Linked DNA regions of Gasterosteus aculeatus: region 1 is linked to region 2. Evidence: chromatin contacts called from public Hi-C data. All regions are on one chromosome and are shown on one strand. The core of a region is the stretch at or near the end of the contact, and the rest is flanking DNA. Distances in the headings are between cores, read along the strand shown.

Region 1 (7,372 bases), core at 1,869-4,368, 180 kb after region 2:
CTTTTCATAATTAAAGCTTTCACTTCCAGTTAGCATGTTGTGTATGATTTGCTGGTGCTTGGAGTGTGCAACTGGGACAATATGACCATACTTTTTGTATGGTAAAAATATATAAAATAACTAGTGCAACATTACTTAGATTCAAGTTATGCACAAATACCTTAAGGAAAAAGTAGTGGAAAATTAAAGTATTAATATAGCATGTAGTTGCTACTGTTATATTCCCGCTCATCTCAGCGCTTTGAATGCACAAGGTTGTTTTGGCTTATCTAGAAATAGATCAGTGATAATGAGATTAATTGTAATATTTTTCATTGAAACCCCTCTTGCTAATCCTACACGGCTGAGCTAATGCCTCTTAATAAAACAATTGTGTTAATATGTGTGTGAATATGATTAAGATCATAAAAGCAGAGTTGTAAGAGTTTTCTTACCAATCCAAAGGCCAGTATTTCTTTCTTTTTCACAAAGCACTGACTTTCCCCAATGTGTCTTATAAGATTGTATATATTCTTAGGAAGGATATTAATATATTCACTTAAATGCTCAATATAAGGACTAGTGGTTGATGTGCACAGCTGGGGCGTGTATTCCATCCAAGCGCATTGGACGTTGCCGTTATAAGGAGGCAGGCACAGATTCTTGCGTCCTAAGCCTGTGTATCGCACTGTTTCGGCGCAGCGGTGTTAAGGTATTGTTGCCCTAGAATACCAGGACGTAATGACTTCGCTGAAATATCCATTAAGGACACAATAAAACATTCACACGAGCAAATACAGAGGTGGTCCGGTTACAAGCAAACAGCTTCAGGTTGTCCTTATTTGACCCCAAGGCTTGCATATGAAATAGTTGTTTATTTCCCTCCTCACAGGTGGTGGCATGTTACCGGCAGCTGGCCTCATGTGTCGGCGGGTGCACAGACAGCTTGCAGCTGCGAGATGAGTTGCGGCAAACACGAGAAAAGGCCCAAATGTTGGCCATGTCAATCTGCAGTCATTTGACCTCACATCTCCGTAACAGGAGCCTGCCTGAGGGGCAGCGTAAGGAGATGGAGCTCCTCTGGGTGGCCTTCTCCTCCAGCCTAGAGCTCCTCCATGTTGACATGTGCAAAGTTTTCTATGTGGCGGAAATCTTTGCTCTGGCCAACACTGATGCACTGGTAAAAACTGGCGTACAAGGTAAATTATGACCCTAAATCAAATGTAATAGCATTCTTACATATTTAATCATTTCAGAGATGATTTGGGTGTGAATATGACTCACCGTAGCAAAATGGACCTTTGTGTTTAAATGTAATGTTATTGTTGGTCAGAATTTGAGTATCAATTACGAGATTTAAAAAATCACTCTGTGCAAACTTCTTGAATATGTAGTCTGGTTATATAAAATAAAACATGTCATAAGTTTAATGGAAATTTGATGCTGTCATCCAGCTAACACTTTCCTTAGAAAACTACCGTTGACAAAACATTTTGAACCTGGTTGTCTGGATCACCAATCATGTCAAAAGATAATTCCAAGCAGTCTCCAGATTGCGGTGGCGTTAAAAAAAAAATCAAAACAACACATTAAGCATTAAAGACTAGGAATTCTTCTTTTCTCTTTATATTGCCGCTGGCAGTGACATCACTTGTCTATGGCTTCATTGTACGCTTTTGAGAGTCTGAGTAAGCCTGCACATAAATTACCCACAATGCCTGGAGCAAAAGACAACGCCTTCATTCCGTTAAAACTAAGTGCAGTGTGGCAACACAAAAAGGTTGAGAAGCACTGTTCAAGCCTGCACTTATATAAATGTTAGCAAGCAATGGAAGCACTTACAGATTACCACCTTCATTGGATAAATATGTATTGCCGGACTGCTGTCGGCCGCATTAGCTCCAGTTAATGTTTCAGTCCTGTTGGACTTCACCTGTGCAGGTGGAGGCAGTGAGATGGTGGCCCGGGCACTCAGTCTGCCAGACCTGAACCAGACCCAGAGTCCAACCCTTCCCGCTGAGCTGGAGAGCCAGGAGCGCAGCACCATGGAGCGTGAGATCAGCCAAATCGACCGCATGATCGACGACATGGAGATGAAGGTGAACGTGCTGCGCTGGATGGTGGAGCCCCACGGGCCACAGCGCGCAGACCCGCTCAGCAGCACCGACAGCTCCTCCCTGGGTCTGCTCTCCGTCGACGAGGAGCAGCCTGGACCCCGGCCTCTGTGCCAGCGCAGTCAAATCTTTGTGCTCTTATTGATGTCTGCTGTAGTTTTGGTGTCAGCCACTTTGTCTATCTGTATTGTCTTTTTCTCATGAGCAAAATCAACTAATCACATGTCTTGGATTGGTAATGTTCAGTAACACTGACAGAAATAACTACTTCAGGTACAGTAGTTTTCTCTTTCCATAGTCGCTCCAAAAAGGAACTACATTTTTGTAATTGCAGCAAAATGATCTGCTAGAGTGAAGTTTAATTTGCCTAAAGACACATTGAAATAAATCAGGAGTTGGCCATTTATTGCGGTAAATCCAAAGCTATCATGTTCTTTGAACTGTCTTTGTTGAACAAAGTAGTTCTTTCTGTTTACCTTACCTAATTCTAACCTAATAGATTTCCCTGTGTTCTGTACAGTACACTCTCCTTTCCCCAAAACCCAGAAAGACAAAGTTACATTTTATTCCTTGTTGCCATTGAGAAGACATAGGTGCTGATGCTTTGTAGTTAATATACTGTAATAAGCAGAATATTCACTTCCAATGACCAAAGTTGTTTTTTTTTTAATTCAGCATCACTTGTACGTGTATAAAACCATTGCAGTAGAGAATTCACAATGTATAGTTATGCATTGTAGAAGTATGAACTTTGATATGTTTTCCATATCTGACTAGCACCTTTGGTAATTTACCATATAATTGTATGTAAAGTGACAGCAAATGTACAGAATTTGAAGCGCATTAAAGTACCGATTATATTGTTTTTCTTAGGTTAGGGTTTTTTTCAACATTGAAAAAGGTAAATACAATACACTTTAGTAACTGTCATTTGATATTTTATTTTTGTGAAAAAATAAAATGTTCGCCGAAGTTATGATTGAAAACAAGTTAAAAGGATAATTAAGAGCCAAATCACATTTCAACTAGTGTTTCAGTTTTATTCTGACACAATTTAATATCTTCAAGCCAATACAAAAACATCCAAGTAACGCCATTTATCACACGCACCAGCTTTATTTTGAAGTGTGTGACCGGAAGTGGGAAAGTCAAGGGAATTCCTACGTGACGGAACCAGGTGAAAAGTTTCGGCGGATTGCTCGCTGTGTTCACAGGCGGAAGTGGAGCTGGATTAACACGAGCCTCCAACATGGGGCTGAAACAGTGCCACTCACGACTCAAACCTTTGCGTGTCAAACTCCCACAGAGGCGGTGTGACCTTTCTTTTAATCCAAATAGATCTTCCAGCTTTGTGACAGCGACCGTTTCTCCAAACATGTCGGGCTTGTCCGCTGTCAACAAATCACCGTGTGTCCGCCGCATCGTCATTCCGCCTTTGAGGAATTTTGACAAAGCGCTTTGGAGGCGAGCAGAAGGGAAGATTAGGAATATTTCTGCAGTGACACAGATGCCCACAAGAGGTAACTAGATTAGTTTGGTCTCTTTGCCAAAGGTGTAAACGTAGCTGATCCTAACCGTCCATTAACTCCACTCTAAACTCGCTCATAGGCGCCACTGTCCATGTCATTTCATGGCGATTTTCTTATTTGAGTGTCCAAATAAAAGTCCTCTTTGGATATAATTAATGGATCAATGGGAGCGGCTGATTGCACCAACTAAGAAACTTGTATAATAATAATATGGTTAAATAAAATGGTTGTGTTAAAATATGCAGGGACATACAGTGTACAATGCATGCAAGTAAATGGAAGGTAATATTTCTACAATTTTGCTGTTACGTCTTGTATAATCCCATTATCATATCTTTTATTTCAGCGCTGAGTACCTCTGTGAAAGCCCCCCAGTATCTGAAAGCTGATGTACCAAAGTCTGATAGTGGGAAGCTGTTTTTTGATACCCATGCAGTTGTGCGGATTTTTGAGGAAAATGGTTTGGCTTCATTTGTCGCTTAAAAATTGTCACAATATTACTCCTATTCGTCCCAAAAAAAAAAAAAACGCTCTTGACTTTCCTTGTGAATACACACTTTGGTTAAACAGGCTTCACGACTCCACAAGCTGAGGTGATGGTTGAAGTGCTGGTGAGAATGACAAACTCCAACATGAACGTCATCTATAATGACATGGTAACCAAAGTGCAGCAGGTAGGACTGTAGGGGAGGTTTGTTTTTTACCTTTAATGTAAATACAGCAAGTACCACCTGTTTGTTTGTGTAAGCTCTGTGTGGTGGATTCTCCCCCGACATCGTGCCATTTTGTTTATCTTCCACAATTCGTTTATTAACTCAAAATACATTTAATTTAATATTTGAGTATGTAGTATGTTGCAACATAGTAGCAGCGCCTGCATAGAGGTTTCTTATTCCCTCCTTTCAAATAACTGCATTGATCAGAATCAATATGTCACACATTAAAATAACATTTCTGTATTTTTATTGAAAACCTCCACTAAACTCCAGGAGGTTCCAAATATGAAGCTTTTTGTGGAGACATTCATAGTTGAAATGATCAAATCAGTATTTTATTTTTATATTATCAATATCTGAATGGGATGCAGTAAAGTTTGGGAATCCTTTCCATTATCAGGAGGTCTGCTTGTTACTTAAAGAGAAACCATTAGTGTAACTTAGTACTTCCACCTCAGTGAGATTGAGTGTGGAATGTAGACAGAGGAGGCAAATGAAATAAATCAAGAGACATTTTTCTTTTTTTCCCAGGAGATCATGTTGCAGCGCTTGATGTCTCAAATAGCATCGGTGAAGAAGGACATGGTAATCCTGGAGAAGAGCGAGTTCACTGCTTTACTGGCAGAAAATGAGGTAAGTGGGTATATATCAGCTGACCTAAGCCTTTTCCAAAAGTTAATGGTTACACTGTCCCTGTGAATATAATAGATATATATTTAAGTTGGACAATTTAATGGTCAAATTGATAATCTGAATTAAATTTAAAAAATCTATAAAGCACAATAACAAGAATATGAATAAATGTAAGTTACTCTTGCATGAATCACTCTGTGTACTGCACTCTGTTTGTATGTATGTTATTCTATTTTGCGAAATAATGTTTGATATCTACCTTTTTATTCCAGAAACTCAAGATCCAGCTATCTGAGATCAAGGTCACACTGATTGTAAGTGGTCATTCTGATTCACTCAAATCACTTCATATGCAGGTTGGAATGTAGAAATTTCATTTATTTTAATTTTACATTTAGAAATGACTTTCCTTTGTGTCTCTCCAATGCCACCTTGCAGGATGTCATGAATAAAGTTCGCTCTCATGCTATTATGGACATGAATTTGGAGAAAAACCGTGCAAGAGAATTAGTAAGTGTTTCATTAAATGATCAGTTGGATATCCGTGGAGGGTCTTTCGACTTTCTATTTCTCTTCTAAATTAAACACTGTTTATAATTTTCAGAAAGTAGGGCATGATAAGATGCTTCTGGAAAGGCGAGCTGAGATTCTGGAAATGGTTTGTAGTTCTGCACTACTCCCTCCTTACACTTTCTTAGCCGCTAACTTAAGCGAGCCCTGATACCTGCTAGATCTTTGATCTGATCTTTAACGTTTATGTCTTATCTGTAATGCTCTCCTTTTTTCAGACAGCAGACCAAGATCGTCATTTAAGTCAGACCAACCTAAAAATAGACACAGAAGTGGCCGGTTTGAAAACCATGTTAGAATCTCATAAACTGGACACTATAAAATACCTCGCAGGTAGGACATTGTGCATTGTTATGTGTAATCGGAGATCATAGCACTAAGAGCATGGGCTGTCACATAATTCAATAATAAAACAGCCCTTATGTGGATTGATCTAGGTACCTATATTTTAACAAGAATCGTTATTCATTTAAAACGTTTTCAATCAAATAAGGTGCTTAAATTTGAGGCTTAACCGTAAGGACTAACTGTTTAGTCGTAGCTACAAACCTTTTGACAGGATAAAAATAAAGCAAGTTACTGTGAGTTACTTATTCGAATAGAAGAATGATGATGACATATGCTTTCTTCCTCTTTTAGGTTCAGTCTTCACCTGTCTCACGGTGGTGTTGGGTTTCTATCGTGTTTGGATGTAAGCAGGACTATGATTATGATTTTAAACTTTTAAATTTACTGAATCTAACAATAATTAGAGACCAGTTTTATGTCAGATGGTTACCATTCATCTTTCCAATCTTTTCTCAGAAGTAGAACATATATCACTCATTATTTTATACCCTCAGGAGGGATAACTGTACCATGGTTATTTTAGGGCTGCCAGAATGGATCTGATGAATAGAATTAAAATAAATATTCCAATTTTATTTTTTTTAACTCAAAAAAAACATTTTTTAAACTGAAGTTACATTTGAAAAATGTATTTATTTTGTATGTACAGTATATATCACGCTGTTCAGGGAAGATCAGAAAAAAATGGGTTACAGTGACTCACAACCACTTTGGCTATATTACCGCAAATATTTAACTTGTATCTATTGTTAGACTTTGGTCTCAGAAATATTTAATGAGATTAATGTAATTTGTTATTTGAATTAAATTGTGAATAAATATATACCTTTTGCCAACAAATTAAGTGTCTCCTTTGATAATGTTGTGTAAAGATCTATTTAATGGGGCTGTTGGGAACTGGAAATGACTGTAAGGGCTCTGTAAACACACACTGATTAATCTATGTTTTAATTGATTTTGATCATATTCATAATACATAATGTTGCAACAAATGTGACTTGTGTGAACTCAGTGATCAGGAAATATATTGTAATAGTTTTCTGATTAGGTTAGGGGTGTGTCGAGGATATAAATTCGTGTTTTTTAGGTAAGTAATGCCAGGAAAACTAACCGATCATTTTGTGTTGTGAATTCTAGCTCTTATTTTGAAAAATGTATGAACCGGAAGTATTTGTCCCAGTGGACCTCGTTAATGTTGTCTCTCACCGCCGGACACGTGTGTCGCTGTCAAATAAGCGTCTATCTGCCAGCAACTACCCAACATATATTGAATTATAAGTTTACATGTCCGTGTGTTAAAGGTAAGTTGTTAAAGCTGATTGAGGTCACTCATTTTAAACGCAGACCAGTTAAGTTAGCGGCTAAGCTAGCAGGCCAGCCCGAAGTAACAGTTAACAAGTTAATGGATGCTCCGTGTACATTTGATACGATTTCTTCTTGACAATGTCGTAAAGCGGTTTGCATTAACATTTTATTTTATCGA
Region 2 (6,710 bases), core at 3,099-5,598:
TCCCTCTTGAGATGAGCGCTTCAGAAGTTCAAAAAGTATACATCATCAAGCTAGTACTGAACAACAAGGTTTTCAGAAATCTGAGAGAGCAACACAATAACGGCCGCAGAGCTACCATTATATCCCGACAGTGAAAAAACACAATGCCCCTCAACGAAAAGGGATCACGGTGCACGTGGCAGTTTAAATAAACCCATTTCAGTAGGTTAGGTAAGAAGATGTATTTAGGTACTTTTATCGGTTTCTCCAGGTCTGCTCCGCACAGCGATTGCAGGGGGATTCGAAAGGGTTTCCATGTCGGATTCAAGTTGTTGTTCACCACCTGATGACAGAATTCATGAAAATGATACATGTGCAGATTACTCAATCAAGAAGAAATTGTGCAGATTCCTAAAGGTGACTGAAATCATATTTGAGATTTTTGCAGTGAAAAATACTTTCAATGTGTTTTTAAACCCATTTTGTCTACTAAGAATGAAAATAATGAATTAGCATGAGTAATGTCACTAAAGTGTCTACCTCGGTCCTGTGAGCCAGTTGCCATCCAGTTGCTGTCTGCTTGTAGAATTCCAGGTAAGGGTCGGACTTCCCAAAGAAATCCTGTAAACAAATAGAGTAATGAAACCCGACAATAAGCATAATGTACCTGAATATTTGAAAATGAATAACAGCATGGCATATTTCTAAAAGGATGAGCCATACCTTGTTATCTAGTTTCCTTGCTTCAACTTCAAAATTCACCACCCGGTTATCTTTTATTTCTTCTGCACTGATCTACACAGAAAATAAGAAGAATGACGGGAGAAAAAAATAGCGACAGCACTGGCACATTTATCTGTAGTTCTCTCCGTCACTCACTGTGATGGTCCCTTTTCCTGCAGGCGTCTTGTTCTTCAAGACAAGTGGTCGGGTCAGTTTTTTACTGGACACAACCTAAAGGCAAATACAAAAGTGATTAACAGAGAGGAAGCAGCAAAGATAAGAGCAATGGATGAGTGAGACACAGCAGCCTCCTGACAGCGAGGTAAACACTTCCAACAACCAGGCAGAGGAAAGATCTGGGGTCCGATTACCGCTCCCATACAGCCCTTCATCTGCAACAGTAGCTGGTTTTCACAGTGCATGACGTGTCCTGAACCGGTCTGGCCGAACGAGCTGCTCCCTTTGAGGGAATTGTTTGACTAATCTGTAGTTTTGGTTGACTGAGATTTCTCCAGCCAATGGAGTCTTTCTTTTAAAAACGTTTTCATGCTCAATGAGTAATTTTTAAGAAATGTATGGACAAATATTAAGTGGTACTTTCGGGTAATTATTTGTGGAGGAACTCAAGATTTTCAGATGGATTATGATTAACTCATTTTTTAGAGGGTTAGTTGACTAAGAATTACTTTGGTCCAGGAGAGTTATGCAAGTTTAAAATGAGTCTTTATACTGATTCGAACCATTAACGAAGATGTACAACTTTGAACTTTGATTGGTGAAACTTAAAGTGAGCAATTGAAACATAAACACTAACCTGGCCCAAGGTGCACTCCAGTTGCCCCAAGAAGTCGTCGTCACTCAGATCAACAGTTTTGTTGTCGATGTCATAAATCCCGAACTTCAGTTGCTGCACTATTTCAAAGTAGTAGTCGATGACAAATTTTTTTGCAAACCTCGGGCACAGGCAATTCTGGACTTTCTCCGTGCGGCCCACCTGTTACAGAAGATCGGACAGCTTTATGCTTTGCAACATGCAACAACAGTGCTACATGTCAAGATCCTGAAGAATGAACCACAGGCTGAATTGGCCAACATGCACTGAGAAACAAGAAATGAACATTAGCACTTCTGCTTTCCACAACACAGATTTTTCCATCCGTAGTGAACGATTAACACGTAATGCGTTTGCTCTTTCAGGGGCTGCAGTGACATCACGGGCCACGCCTGATCCGTTTGTCAGAGCAAAATTACATTTCCCCAGTTGAATCCAGATCTTTTACTGACCTCATACCACTGGGAATCGGAGCTGTTCATCAAAAGCACGCACAGCGGGTCAGACTTGGAGCCGATGTCTTTGTCCAGGAGGTTCTCACAGGACACGGTCAGCTCCACCTTGGTTACACACTGGGTCGCCATGTCTGACCACGGGCTGTCTGATTGGGAACGAGATGGAGAAGTGACACCTGGGGGGTATTTCAGAAAGGAGGTTCAACAAACTGAGTCTATCCCTGAACTCCGAGTTGACTTACTCTGAGACGGGAAACTCTGAGTATCCGGTTCCAGAACAGCTGATCTGCGTTAGTTCAATCAACTGAGTATGTTCACCTTGAGTTAAGCGCGTGCATGGCGATTATAAAAAGCCATCATCAATGGAGCCCCGATAGCACGAGTCACCACGACAACAGTAAATAAAAGAGCAAGCTATTTCACTGCGATTTAGTTGGAGGTCCTTCCCCACTCCGTGGGGAAAAATTGCTGCCCGAGTCAACGCGTAAGTTTGAATTTACTGTTCCATTGACATAACTTTTAACCATAAGATCGTCGCAGCCTATAGTTATGAATATAAGTAGGAATGTAATCGGATTTTCATTTTAGGTGCAATCCAACAGGGGACAAAAGGACCTGGAAGCAGCTAAAAATGAAAAATAAAAACATAGTTAAAAGGTATGGCATATATTGCTATGATTGCACCTCACTTTAATTTTCTTTAATTGACTTAGGCTATTAAACTAAGTAAATATTAATTCAGAGGCAACTTGAAATAGTAAATTAAACCCCTAATAAAATGTTGTTTTTACTGTTGTTGGAAATGGGCCTATACACCGATGTAGATATTTAATTCAAAACCAGATGTTTCCACCTAGAATAGTCATTTACCACATTAACAATGTATAGTCCATATCCACCCACCCACCCAACAGTTTTAAATGGTGTCTTCTGTATAGTTTTAAACCCTGCAGATACTCAGATCTTGCCTCAGATGGTAGTTAAAAGTACAGAAACAGTAACTTAAGTAACAGGAAGATGATGATGATGATGATGAGGAAACGCTGTCTGCTGCCACAGGGAGAGAGCCGGAGGGGCCTACTGATGTGTGTCTTAATATTAATATGATCTACTGGCAGTGCTCTGCCCATTCACATTCTAGAGTGGTATTTGGAGTTTGACATGTAGACTGAAGTGATGAGCATAGATAATGGCTGACTAGCATATTCTTGTCCTTGAACAGAACATGGTTGGCATCACAAACCCACAGCACAGCGTGAAACAGTGAGATTTTCGGTCAATGCCACGTTAAATCTGTATGTGGAACTGTAGGAATTAAATGTCGGCCATATGTTTCCTAGTTACCAGTAAAGCGGTAGCGTTTTAACAAATTCCTCTGAAAATGATAAAACGTCTAATCTGGGACGGAAGACTCTCTGGACGTAAAGCATTTGGAATCACTAAGGCTTCGATGTCAATTGCATTTGGTAGAAATGTACAATCAAAGTCTACCAGCTTTCTTCATGTGGGAGGAGACTAACTCTGGGTTTCTTATAGTAAACCTGCTCGCTGGCAGGTTATGTTCAGAGTCTGTTACCAAGGGGATTGACTCAGTTTCAGTTACCTCTCTATCTGGAACGGATAACTCGGTTTCCCTGATCTCAGGGTTAATTTACTGAGTTTTCACATAACCCGCTTTCTGGAATACCCCCCTGCAGGGAGCGCGGATGCTGTGTGAACACGTCCTTCAAACGCGTCACCTCGTCTTTCTTCCCGCACTAAGTGGGTAGAAAGTGAACATTGGGAGGGCCGAATATCGGACAGCCCTGAAGGGGATCTTCTAAAGATGTGTGCAGCTTGCACGGACCACTGCTAAATCTCAACCGCCATTAACGACGTGTTGTTGTTTTGTTATTAGTTTTTATTACCTTTCATACGTAACACAACACGTACTAAATGTAGACTCTTCTAACTTTAAAACTCAAAACCGGAGTGCGGGTCACTCCCACATCGCGTTGCGAAGATGTAACAGTACAATAATTCGGTAGGAAGGAAACTAACTGAATGGGCTACAATAAGACGCAGAACAGCGACAAACGCAACCAAGCTGTACTGATCATTGAAACGTTAAAAAAAAAACATTTAAATAGGTTTTTTTCCCCGTTATCATATGCCCAAGGATGTACGATGATTTAAATAGCAACTTACCGTTAAACGTGTTTAGACTCACGGAACAAAAATACTTTGTAGGTGGTTCTAGTCGCTGGACATTACAGAACAGATTATCGGGATGGTAACGCCCTTTTAAGTACAGTGAATGCGACGTAATTGCGTCAGCGGCGAGATCTGCCTTCAACAGGAAACTACAGGAAGACTTCCGGGTGTGCGCAAGCTACTGGAATTTCCGGTGATCTTTTCATAATAAAACTTTTGGTCTGTAAACATTTGCTGCAGTTTGATTGTATGTATGATTCCAATCTATTTAGTTTTTAATAAACATCCCTCTATTTGGTCAATTTGGACAAGTATTTAACTTGCATGTACAAAAGTCATACATACTTTATGATTTTATTCTTCACGGTTTCAGGATGTGTCTAAAGATGGACTCATTTGGCGAGTCTGAAGAGCAAATACAGATCCACAGAATTAAAGAACTTTTGCTCCTTTGGGCATAATCATGCCAAGGAGCAGAACTTTTGGAGAATGAACAAACACTGTTTGCATGGCAATGCATGCAGAAGAAGAAAAAGGACAGTATTGCAACAGTTATGGGTCATGAATATTACTGCAAAGTACTGTAGTACAAAATACTGTATATAGAACACTTCTTTCATGTCATGACAGGAAGGCAGCGATTAACAAAAGACAGAAAAACTGCTTTAAATGATCAAAAATCTTTATTTAAAAAAATACTGAAATAGAAGCATGCTATTTTCTAGGTTGACTTTGATTTTTTTGTATTTTATATAATATCAAAGTATCAATAGGAAACTCAAACAAAAAATAAGGCAATGTCACAGTGAGCAGTGTATAATAAATCAGTCAGTTAATTGATACATTTTAAGATCTCTTAAGACAGAGTGAACCTCTGCTGTACATCAGCCCAGACATGCATGACACTTAGCGACGTAATCACATTACATTTTTTACATTACAGGTCATTTGGCTGACGCTTTTATCCAAAGCGACTTACATTACACTTTTAACCCATGGCTTTTACATTTTGCCCAGGGAGCAATTAGGGGTTAGTTGTCTTGCTCAGGGACACTTCGACTTGAGACATGGGGCAGCCGGGACTCAAACCACCAACCTTGCAGTTCCCAGCACACCCGCTCCACCCCCTGCGCCACGACGACCCCTGACAATCACCCCTTGTACGGACTCTTATTAGTGCTCATATCACAAAATAATATGTCAAAATTAATTATGGAACAGAATTTAAAAAATACGGACTGAGATACAAAACGATAGCAAGGGAAAAAGCAATTTTGGGGGCGTAAAACCTACAAAAGGTATTAATTGAGGCAAACTTATTCAATCCATTATGTATGGATCCATTATGAAAACATAGTGAAGTGTATTTGATAGAGCACAGCTTTTGTGCAAAATATTCCCAGAGCCATTTATCATTTCACAAGTAAATATAAAAGTGTGTAAACTAACATACAAGTGTTCATTGTATTAGGACACCGGAGGAAACGTAAGCATTAACATGGAAATGAACTTCCATGGATGTATGAGATGGCTGAACTGATATCCTTGAGACAAGTCACATTAGTTTACATTAAGGTGGTAGATTGTGGAGATCAATCACATAGAAAATTACCATAAGTCTCAACAATCCTGGCACTTGGGTCCCACTGAGTTATATAGAAGTGTCACATTAGAGTGCACTTAAGCTAAGTACATGTACATAGGAAATGCATTACAATATCTGTGTAGTATGGCTTTTGACGATTGGTACAAAGTATTTACACATCATAGCATGACTCATTAAGTGTATTCAGGGAAAAAGTTGGTCACTGGAGGAGGTTGGGGGGATGTGGGTGTGTTGATGCTGAGAGGTCTGGGAGAGGCGCGTCGCTCTGGGGGGGCTTCAAACGGCTTGTATTGAAGAAGCCTACCACCTGACCTGGGACTTCTGCCAAGACGCTCTGCGCCAGCATTTCTTGAGGACCCTGAAGGGGGAAGCAGCAGAGAAAATCGCATCAAGAGAAGCAGCGCGCCGCAGAGATGAGCCACAGGTGGGTGTGTGATCTGATTTGAGTTCAGTGAGGAGTTCTGGAGGACACAGGTGAACGCTGCACATCTATTATATTGCGCTGCTAAGCCGTCACCATGGTTAAATGTACAACAATGGCACATACTTTAAAAACAGCTCTTTAGTAAGGAAATTTAGCAGTTTTCAGATACCCTGCGCATGTTACCAATGAGGTCAGTGACTACACTAGTACATATGTGTAATGTCAAGGTAATTCTTAAGCATTCAAGCTAAAGTTGTACATAAAGAAAATAATGTTTATTACTATCCACCAGAGAGTTAGATGAGAACATTAATACTGTTTTATAACATCTGAAAACAAACTACCTGGCCGGTTAATTTAGCTTCATACAAACACAGGGAAAAGCATATTAGATTATGTTGGTTATATCTTGTTTGATTAATCTGTACTCTTATTGCAGCAGAGAGCACAGGAAGTCTCTGCTCAAACCAAGTGGAAAGGATAGGAAAACCTTCTGAA

The links. A called contact is a pair of places that touch in the nucleus more often than the background predicts.
Region 1: a Hi-C map of skeletal muscle shows a contact between it and region 2, with 4 times the contacts expected there. The contact joins the promoter of mcur1 here to the promoter of LOC120811335 in region 2. A contact is called at or near these places in 2 of 6 Hi-C or Micro-C datasets (skeletal muscle and tail fin).

The regions. Positions count from the first base shown.
Region 1 is chr21:9,918,226-9,925,597 of fGasAcu3.hap1.1, forward strand. It overlaps mcur1 (mitochondrial calcium uniporter regulator 1), which reads left to right and starts at 3,119. Exons shown (of 9, transcript XM_040166939.2): 1 at 3,119-3,613; 2 at 3,969-4,082; 3 at 4,193-4,296; 4 at 4,870-4,971; 5 at 5,244-5,285; 6 at 5,410-5,481; 7 at 5,576-5,629; 8 at 5,760-5,874; 9 at 6,181-6,729. The coding sequence starts at 3,343. The coding sequence ends at 6,236. It overlaps rgs9bp (regulator of G protein signaling 9 binding protein), which reads left to right. Exons shown (of 3, transcript XM_078095620.1): 2 at 872-1,178; 3 at 1,921-2,958. The coding sequence ends at 2,297. It overlaps dph2 (diphthamide biosynthesis 2), which reads left to right and starts at 6,997. Exons shown (of 7, transcript XM_040166938.2): 1 at 6,997-7,190.
Region 2 is chr21:9,741,563-9,748,272 of fGasAcu3.hap1.1, forward strand. LOC120811335 (copine-3) reads right to left here and starts at 4,349. Exons shown (of 16, transcript XM_040166595.2): 1 at 4,177-4,349; 2 at 1,987-2,165; 3 at 1,517-1,696; 4 at 859-933; 5 at 703-774; 6 at 520-600; 7 at 233-322. The coding sequence starts at 2,118. It overlaps LOC120811595 (copine-3), which reads right to left. Exons shown (of 17, transcript XM_040167096.2): 17 at 4,847-6,146. The coding sequence ends at 5,988.